2 separate regions of the Gossypium hirsutum genome follow, and region 1 is linked to region 2. The links are chromatin contacts, called in public Hi-C maps. All regions are on one chromosome and are shown on one strand. The core of a region is the stretch at or near the end of the contact, and the rest is flanking DNA. Distances in the headings are between cores, read along the strand shown. Region 1 holds the start of LOC107888678 (DEAD-box ATP-dependent RNA helicase 14). Region 2 has its middle 21 kb from the start of LOC107888685.

Region 1 (4,071 bases), core at 219-2,718, 240 kb before region 2:
CCCAAGCTTCTAGAAGTTTGACGGTTTAACAAGAACCAATTCAAAATCAAATGCGACAAATTGAAAATTTTAGACACTAGAAAGAAAAGGGACTTACTTCATTACTCAAAGTTAAGACAAATGTACTAATTTTCAATTTCAACTAAGACCAACAAGAAAAACCAAATAAATCAAGTGCAAGATTTAGAGTAAAGAAGTAGAAAAAATACCTGGTTAAACCTTGATACTGGCTCAGGTTTTGATGCATCATTGTTGCCTCTTCCATAACGATCATTTTCCTTGTCAGGATTATACCCATACCGCACTTCAGAATATTGCTGAATCTGAATTGAAGAACGCACTGGGGAAGACTTCGGGACAGAATCTACAATTGTGGGCCTCTCATATTGGGTGACATTGGTTATTGGATTCCAAAAGTAGAGATAACCAGTTTTACCATCAACTAGGCCTTTCCATGGTTTGGGAAGAGTGGGATCTGGCGGAGCAAATGTTGGGCCCGCAAAAGAAGCAGTTGCAGTAGCAGCCATTGCAAGAAAAGCAACAATAAAAATCTACAAGCACCAAAAACTCCAAAAAGGAAAAAATGAGAAACTAATAAAAGAAATCATAACTACAAACTCAAAAGGTAAATCGCTTGGATAACCAAAACCATGACCTGAACTTCCATTTTAATCAATTTTTCATTTATAATAAATCATTACTTTTCCTTTTACCTCTTGCATTTGTACTTTAACCATGCATTCCCAGGTTTAAGCTAACCTCGGAACTCACGGATGGCAATATAACTAGTACAATAATAACTCCAACAGTCAAAAGTTTCACATTCAATCAAATCCAACAACTACATGCTTAATCGTGCTTATGCAGACTCTGACTAAAGCTGACCTAATAACTCCAACAATAATAACGAATAAGAAGAAATAACTCCCAACACCTACGTGCTTAACGAATAAGAAGAAATAACTCCCAAAACCTACGTGCTTCACATTCAATCAGATGCCAGATTCAAAATCAACACGGAAAAACCCCACTTTTCCTCATCATATACTATATTAATAAAAAATCAAAACCGTTATCCCAGTTTAAGCCAAATGCAATTTATCAAAAGGAAATCTGAAAAGGGGTAATCAGAAGTTAGAACCCTAAACTCTCACCTCTTTTATCAAATATTAGAGGGGATTGAGATTGGCATCTAAAAATATAAAAACAAATTTCAGATATGAAAAACTCAAATATAATTTACGGAAACCTAAGTACCTGACGCTATCGTTTCGAGGAAGCTGAAGGAACAGTTGATGTTTTGAATATCGAAATTAAAAAGAACTATAATTTTTCTGCTATTTTTAGGGTTTTCCTTAGCTCTGCGTTCTCTCTCTTCGCTGCGTTTCCGTAAACAAAGGTAGAGAGAAATTCAAAATAGGCTGTTGATAGAAGGAGAAAATTTATAGGCTTTTTAATTCTAATTTTTATTTTAATTTGGATTTATTATTAAATTAAAATGAACCAAAATATCCCGAAAGTACGCGCTTTTGGACAGCTGTTCTTCTTTTTATCCTCTTTTTAAAATTAAATCGGGAGAAATTAAGGCTCCACTAAAATATTTTACAGAAAATAATTTTTAAAAAATAATTTATTTGTTAGATGAATTTATGTAAAATATTTTTTGTTATTTGATAAATTTTTTGAAAATTTATTTTAAATTGTTTTTACATATATTGCAATGAGTTATTTATAAATAAATAAATCAAATTAAATATATAATAATACTCAATTATTGCATTGTTCATTTTTCATCCGAATTTATTGCATTATTGCTCTAGATTTAGATAAAGCTTCATACTTCATCCAGATAAAGTGTACAAAAACTCCAACAAATGTAACTTTATAAAGAGGAACAGAAAATCAGAAAGAAAACCATTTGTTTGACTATATAAAGCTAAAAAGAAGAGCACAAATGATGTTTTACAAACAAAACACGTTTGCACACATATATATGAAACACCATTTGTTCATATAAAAAGTAAAACCTGCAACTACATATCAATTACAATGTTCTTCTCTTTGACTTTCTATCCATCGTCAACAAACTCAAAGCTATGCTAATGATGGCGACGCAACAGCAAATATTATAACCGAGCAATGACATGATTGAATGCAAAATCGGGACATTATCCTTAAAACAACATGCTCACAACATATTAGGCATTGAATTCAGCGTCATCTTCCATTTCTCGAACAGCTTGAAGAGGACCACTACCAAACATGAAGCCTCGATCGGAGAGATTGTTCAAAGGACCATCTCCATATAAACATACCTATGGTTCAATCCGATTCAAGCGGTTCCACTCATCATCTGACAGAGACCAGTTAAATATGTCAATATTTTACTTTATCCTGTCGGGTTTTAGGCTATATGGTAGAACACTGGTTCCTCTTTGAAACCCCCACCGTAGAATTACCTGCAAACAAGCAAAGCGGACGGACATGTCCAGAACATATTCAAATATGGATACGGAGATACAACCCTCCAAAAATCTTTCAAATACATGGAAAAACAGAGAAAAATTAACATACCTACATCGGACTTCGAGTCCAAGTAACATAGTTCTAATAAAAATGGTTGTTAAGATCAACATTTGCTCTACCATAAATGATCGTGATCCTAAATGCTCCAAAAATGATAGACATGCTAAATAACCCACAAATTTGGATTCTTGTAGTTGCAAGTTATTTGATAAGAAAACCATGCACTATACATATGAAGCTTTAAATACATAAGATATTCCATGCCAACCATCATGCTGATGTTAAAAGAAAAAATCTTTGGGCCAATCCTACTGCACATCTCATCGCATTTCCAAACACATCTATTACAGCCCAATCATGATAATACAAACATATATACTCATAAAAGCATAAGACTATTCCTTGCACAAATAACTTTAATCAGTTGTAGGCTTCCCTTATTATATGGTGTTATTTTGTTGGGACGGAGTTGAATGCAACTCTTTTTCTCCAATGTTCAAGCTTTGTGTTAGTTCCGTGAGTCTTTTGTCCACTTTACTCAATGCAAGGTTATAGCATCTGAAAGATATAAATTCGACTACTAGAAAGCAGTTGGGCATACAAGACTGACCTAGAGATTCAAAAAATTTAACCATAAGCATACGGGGAAGAGTTGGGTAAGGAAGCCCCCTCTTTACTTTTGTTGTGAAATGGAAACTAGTCTTAAATTGTTTCATAAAGTCTGACACATTGATGCATATAAGTGAATCCTACAATATGGATTTTTGTTTTCTCCCACAAAAGATACTGATATTCCCAACTCTTCTCAGTTTTGTTTCTGCTAAAAGTATAGACTTAGTTTTGATAGATGATAAACACAAGCTCTAACTGAGCTCTTGTGTCAGGTCAGCGAATAGCTCTATGTTCAATTAGACCCTAAGCCGGATGCATCTAAATTTTGTATCCGTAAGCATTCATTATATACTTATGCACTTCAAACACTAGTAATAATCTAAATAGTTCAATTGTGTTTATTATTGTACCTTCCACCTTATATCATTTTGACATTCAGAAATGATCCCATAAATCCGACAACAAAGTAAGGGATAAAATAATTTGTCAGTCACCAGGATCAATATGTTGATATTTTACATCAATGAATAAGGTCAACATATTGTCAACAAATTTGAAGTCGTTCATTAGCCTACTTTAGGTCCGAAGAAACACAGAAAACGGAAGGTAGAATGATAAATAAAGTAAAACTAGAGATGATATTGTTAATAAAAGGTATACATACTCAGGTGTCTTTTTGTGCCTATCTGCTATCTCTCCAAAACTGATAATTTCTGCATCGGTCCATGTACTGATCTAGACCTCTAAAATGAAATCCGATGAGTTCTCAACAAATCTAATAAAAGATCGAAGACTATAACAAATGTAAAGTTAAAAAATGCGTGAAAATCTATCATACCTGATTAACAGCAGGTTACAATTTTTGCGAATTTAAGCAACTCTTTGATCTGATGAACACCGAAATTGCTAACACCGATAGCTCGGACTAAACCA
Region 2 (4,571 bases), core at 590-3,089:
GAAGAACACAGACGAAGGTGTAATTGCATTCTCTCCAATGGCTACAATGCCACCAAAAATTTGCCACATTAACTTATTCAATCGTGGTTCAATTCATTTCTTCTTAAATCCTTTAAAATCAGGATTTTTCTACATAACATGTTAAATGTTATACTAAGATTTTTATATTTGTAAATTATTAATTTCAATAAATTTTATGCAATAAAGTAATGATAAAGTTAACACTAACCCATATTTTTTTAGCCCACCATTCTTCGGTAGCATCGACCATCTTTTAGATGGACACCATCCTATACCTGTAGATTCCTTAAGCAACTCCCTCCTTAACCTCCATTCCTTTTTTAATGTATCCCACTTATTTTTCAATTGAGGTTTTCTATAATTTTTTTGTGTTTTTGCTTGAAAAATAGCAATGACATTTTCCCATCCTTTTGAGTTTAAATGAGTTGTCGGTCTATTACCAGCATTGACTTCATTCATGCAAAGTTCACAAAATATCAACATCAGCTCATCATCCCGAACAGCTTTTGTTGCTAAGGTACTATCTTCCTCCACAAAATTTCATGTTTTTACCGTCTATTATTATTATTTTGATTTTAGATGTCAATCGACATAAAACCATAAATATATATCATAATAAGCATCATTTAAAGATCACCAGTATAACAAATATAAGCAAACATATATCTTAAGATATCATGGTATATATACATCCACGCATTTGTAAAGCTCATTCAATATTTCTCACAAAAACTCTTTAACAATTTGATGTATGGGACATGCATATTCTAAACAAAATAATAGAATATAAGTATTTAATTTTCACTCATATGGGACATGCATACATGTATATCGTGTCTCCGTACCGATTTCCAAATATGAATGAAAAAACTAAGGGTGTCCAATATGAATACTTTAAAAAAATGAAGAGCCAATGTGACATAGTCTAGCATTAGCACCAAATCATACAACATTTCATTACTTCTTGGATAATTGTATAACCATGTTAGATAGATTTTCCACACCACCTAAGTTTCATATATCTAGATTTTCTAAAGACGTATAACAATTCAGCCTCTCAAACACAAAGATATGTAGGCGATTGAGAACGCTAAAATTATTTCAAAAAGGCGATCTTTTAAAGCTGTGTTTCTCAAACTTCGTTGGTCTCAAAAGCACTATTTGAGTAAACTACTTCATATTCTAGGCATAACCCAAATTTTTATAACATTATTTTTTATAACATTCAAAATATATTTCATTTAATTTGTTCATTTTATATAATTAGATATAATAATATAGTTTCATGAAAAATAAGAATAATACATAACAAATATTAAATACCATCTCATTGTAAATACCAGCCAATTCATCACGAATGGGTAGCCAATTTCTCAATGGGAAATTATTTGGCTTTCTATCATATCCTCCATTGAAAATAATTAATCACTAATTGCATGATTTACAGTCTTCCTTCATGCTGCCCCTTAAATCAATTTTTTCTTCCTTTTTTTTTTCTTGTGAAAAATTATTTAAAGCTTAATTAAATTAATTATTTTTATTTATATTTTATGCATCTAATCCAAATCAAATAAAATGTTTTTTTTAATTAAATTTCAATTGGGCTTTTATTAAAACTATAAAGAAACAGCTTACACAATCTAAAAAACCAAAAAAGAAATAATCCAACAAAAACCAAAAGAAACGGCCCAAAAATTAGATAGGCCCAAAATTCAAAAATTCAAAATATCTAGATATTTCAGAAATAGGTTCAGAATAGTTTAGAAAGCAATAAATGCACCGAACTAACACCCAATCATAAACTCTGAAATTTGTTCAGTCAGCTGTCCATTTTATCTCCTGCCCTCGGTTGACGATTTCACTCTTTTAGGAAAGCTAGTTCTCTCAAAACGTTGTCATTTCTTTAAGCTTCCCTTTTTCAAAAACTTTCCGCCGAAAAACCATTCTTCAATCTGCTTCACGCACCCATTCAAGCTGCATTTGGTTCTCAGCGTACTCCGGGACTCTCCTTTCTAGGTACACTTCCTCTCTCCTTTTTAGAGTCTCTGTTGTGATTTTATAAGCAAGGACGTTTGCAGGTCTTTGTATATGTTTAAACAAAAAATTCTTAGATCTATTTGTCATCTGTTGAATATCCGATATATATGCTCCTATCATGGATCTGTCTTGACATTTGCAGTTACATTTTTTTATTATTGCGAGGGAATCGCCTTCGATTATAACTGCCGGCCATTTATTTTCGACTCCTATTCGGACTGCTTTTCGGCATGCAACTGCTTCAGCGACAAAGGCAGAGGCGGCCCCTTGATGGGTTTCTGAACAGGATAAGATAACTAACTCTTCTTCATTTCTGACTATGATTCCTAAGGCTGAAAAATTATTTTTTCCATCATACTTGTTGAAAAGTCAACAAAGGTAGGAAGCAACTTGTTAAAAAGGTTGAGCAAGTTGCACCGAATGTTGAAAAGTTGAATGGGATAATTGCAATTTTAGTCCCTAATTTTTTAGGCCATTTGCAAGTTAGTTCCTAAACCTCAACTATAAATAGGCCTTTTCATTTCTCATTTCAACCATCCCAACTAATCTTTCTCTCTTAATTTTCTCTCTTCTCCCATTTGAGAATTCTTAAGGAATTCTATTTGTTTGTAATACTTTGGAGATAGTAAAGTTATCATCTAGTGTTAGTGCCCGAGGACGTAGGTATAATTTACCGAATCTCGTTAAATCTCTTGTGTTCTTTCTTGTCCTATTTTTCTTTCAATATTTGAGGGTATAATAGTAGTATTTAATTATGCTATTAAATTACTATAGAAGAGATATTTTGTCTAAGGAAAGACTTGATATTTAAGAGATCTATGTGATCCACCTCTCTTCCCTGGGAATTGAACTTTGTGTGATTTTTTAGTACAATAATTTACACGCTTCCGACCCTATTGGAACAACAAGTGGTATCAAGAGTCGAAGGTTAATCGTAGTATGCTCTGTGGTTGCAGTTTAAACTGATCTTCCACATCAGAAAAGATTTCCTTAGGTATATTGAAAGATTATGGAGAAAATGGTCGGTGTAGGAGCTTCAACATCGTCCATGTGGACAAGACCGACAATTGCAAATGCAAGATTGGCCGTGGAGATCTTTGATGGCACGGGCCATTTTGGTATGTGGCAATGTGAGGTTCTAGATGCCCTTTTTCAGCAGGGTCTAGACATTGCCATTGATGAAGAGAAACCAGATGATGTACAGGAGAAAGATTGGAAGGCGATCAATCGGTTGGCATGTGGCACAATTCGATCATGCCTTTCTCGAGAGCAGAGGTATGCTTTTTCAAAGGAGACTTCTGCAAATAAGTTGTGGGTGGCACTTGAAGAAAATTTTTTGAAGAAAAACAGTCAAAATAAGCTTCACTTGAAGAAAAGACTGTTTCGCTTCACATACGTCCCAAGTACCACAATGAATGATCACATCACCAAATTTAATCAGTTAGTCACTGATTTGCTGAATATGGATGAGACATTCAAAGATGAAGATTTGGCTTTGATGCTGTTGGGGTCACTTCCTGAGGAGTTTGAGTTCCTAGAAACTACTCTACTTCATGGCAGGAGTGATATATCTCTGAACGAAGTCTGTGCGGCCTTATACAGTTATGAACAGAGAAAGAAGGACAAACAGAAAAACTCAATCAGAGATACAGAAGCTTTAGTAGTCCGAGGTCGTTCATACACTCGGAAGAAAACTCAAAAGGGGAGATCAAAGTCAAAGTCCAGACTCGGGAAAGATAAATGTGCCTTTTGTCATGAGAAAGGCCACTGGAAGAAAAATTGTCCAAAGCTGAAGAGTAAGGGAAAAGCTGCTGTAGATGCTTGTGTTGCAAAGCATGATACCAGTGACTCTGAACTATCACTAGTTGCATCATCATCGTCGTTCCACTCAGATGAGTGGATATTGGATTCAGGTTGTACCTATCATATGTCCCCTAACCGGGAGTGGTTCTCTGATTTAGTAGAACTAAATGGAGGAGTTGTTTATATGGGCAATGACAATGCCTGTAAAACTGTTGGGATAGGTTCAATCCAATTAAAGAATCAAGATGGATCAACCAGAGTTCTGACTGATGTTCGGTACGTGCCCAGTTTGAAGAAAAATCTCATCTCATTGGGAGCCTTGGAATCCAATGGTTCAGTTATTACTATGAGAGATGGGATTTTGAAAGTGACATCTGGCGCACTTGTAATATTGAAGGGCATCAGGAAAAATAACTTGTATTACTACCAAGGTAGTACAGTTATTGGAGCAGTCGCTACAGCTTCCGGTAACGAAGACTTGGACTCAATGCAGTTGTGGCATATGAAGTTGGGACATGCCAGCGAAAAATTCTTGCAAATTCTGGCAAAGCAAGGATTGCTGAAAGGTGCAAAGGCTTGCAAATTAAAATTTTGTGAGCATTGTGTTCTGGGAAAACAAAAGAGAGTGAAATTCGGCACTGCTATCCATAATACAAAAGGTATTTTGGAATATATTCACTCAGATGTGTGGGGGCCTTCCAAAACACCTT

What was found. A called contact is a pair of places that touch in the nucleus more often than the background predicts.
Region 1: a contact with region 2 is called in a Hi-C map of leaf, with 2.7 times the contacts expected there. The contact joins the promoter of LOC107888678 here to the enhancer-like site in region 2. A contact is called at or near these places in 7 of 34 Hi-C or Micro-C datasets (callus, hypocotyl and leaf).

What each region holds. Positions count from the first base shown.
Region 1 is chrA09:8,982,375-8,986,445 of Gossypium_hirsutum_v2.1, reverse strand. LOC107888678 (DEAD-box ATP-dependent RNA helicase 14) reads right to left here and starts at 1,468. Exons shown (of 9, transcript XM_016812846.2): 1 at 1,258-1,468; 2 at 210-551. The coding sequence starts at 527. It overlaps LOC121206530 (a long non-coding RNA gene), which reads right to left. Exons shown (of 3, transcript XR_005901573.1): 1 at 3,977-4,071; 2 at 3,799-3,881; 3 at 1,993-2,459.
Region 2 is chrA09:8,743,494-8,748,064 of Gossypium_hirsutum_v2.1, reverse strand. No RefSeq gene overlaps it. Among protein-coding and RNA genes, the nearest start is that of LOC107888685, 21 kb to the right of the region's middle. Within about 2 kb of position 1,839, at least 7 of the 9 cell types and tissues checked have an H3K27ac peak or open chromatin away from gene starts, as enhancers often do. A contact at or near this core is called in leaf, where this site is marked.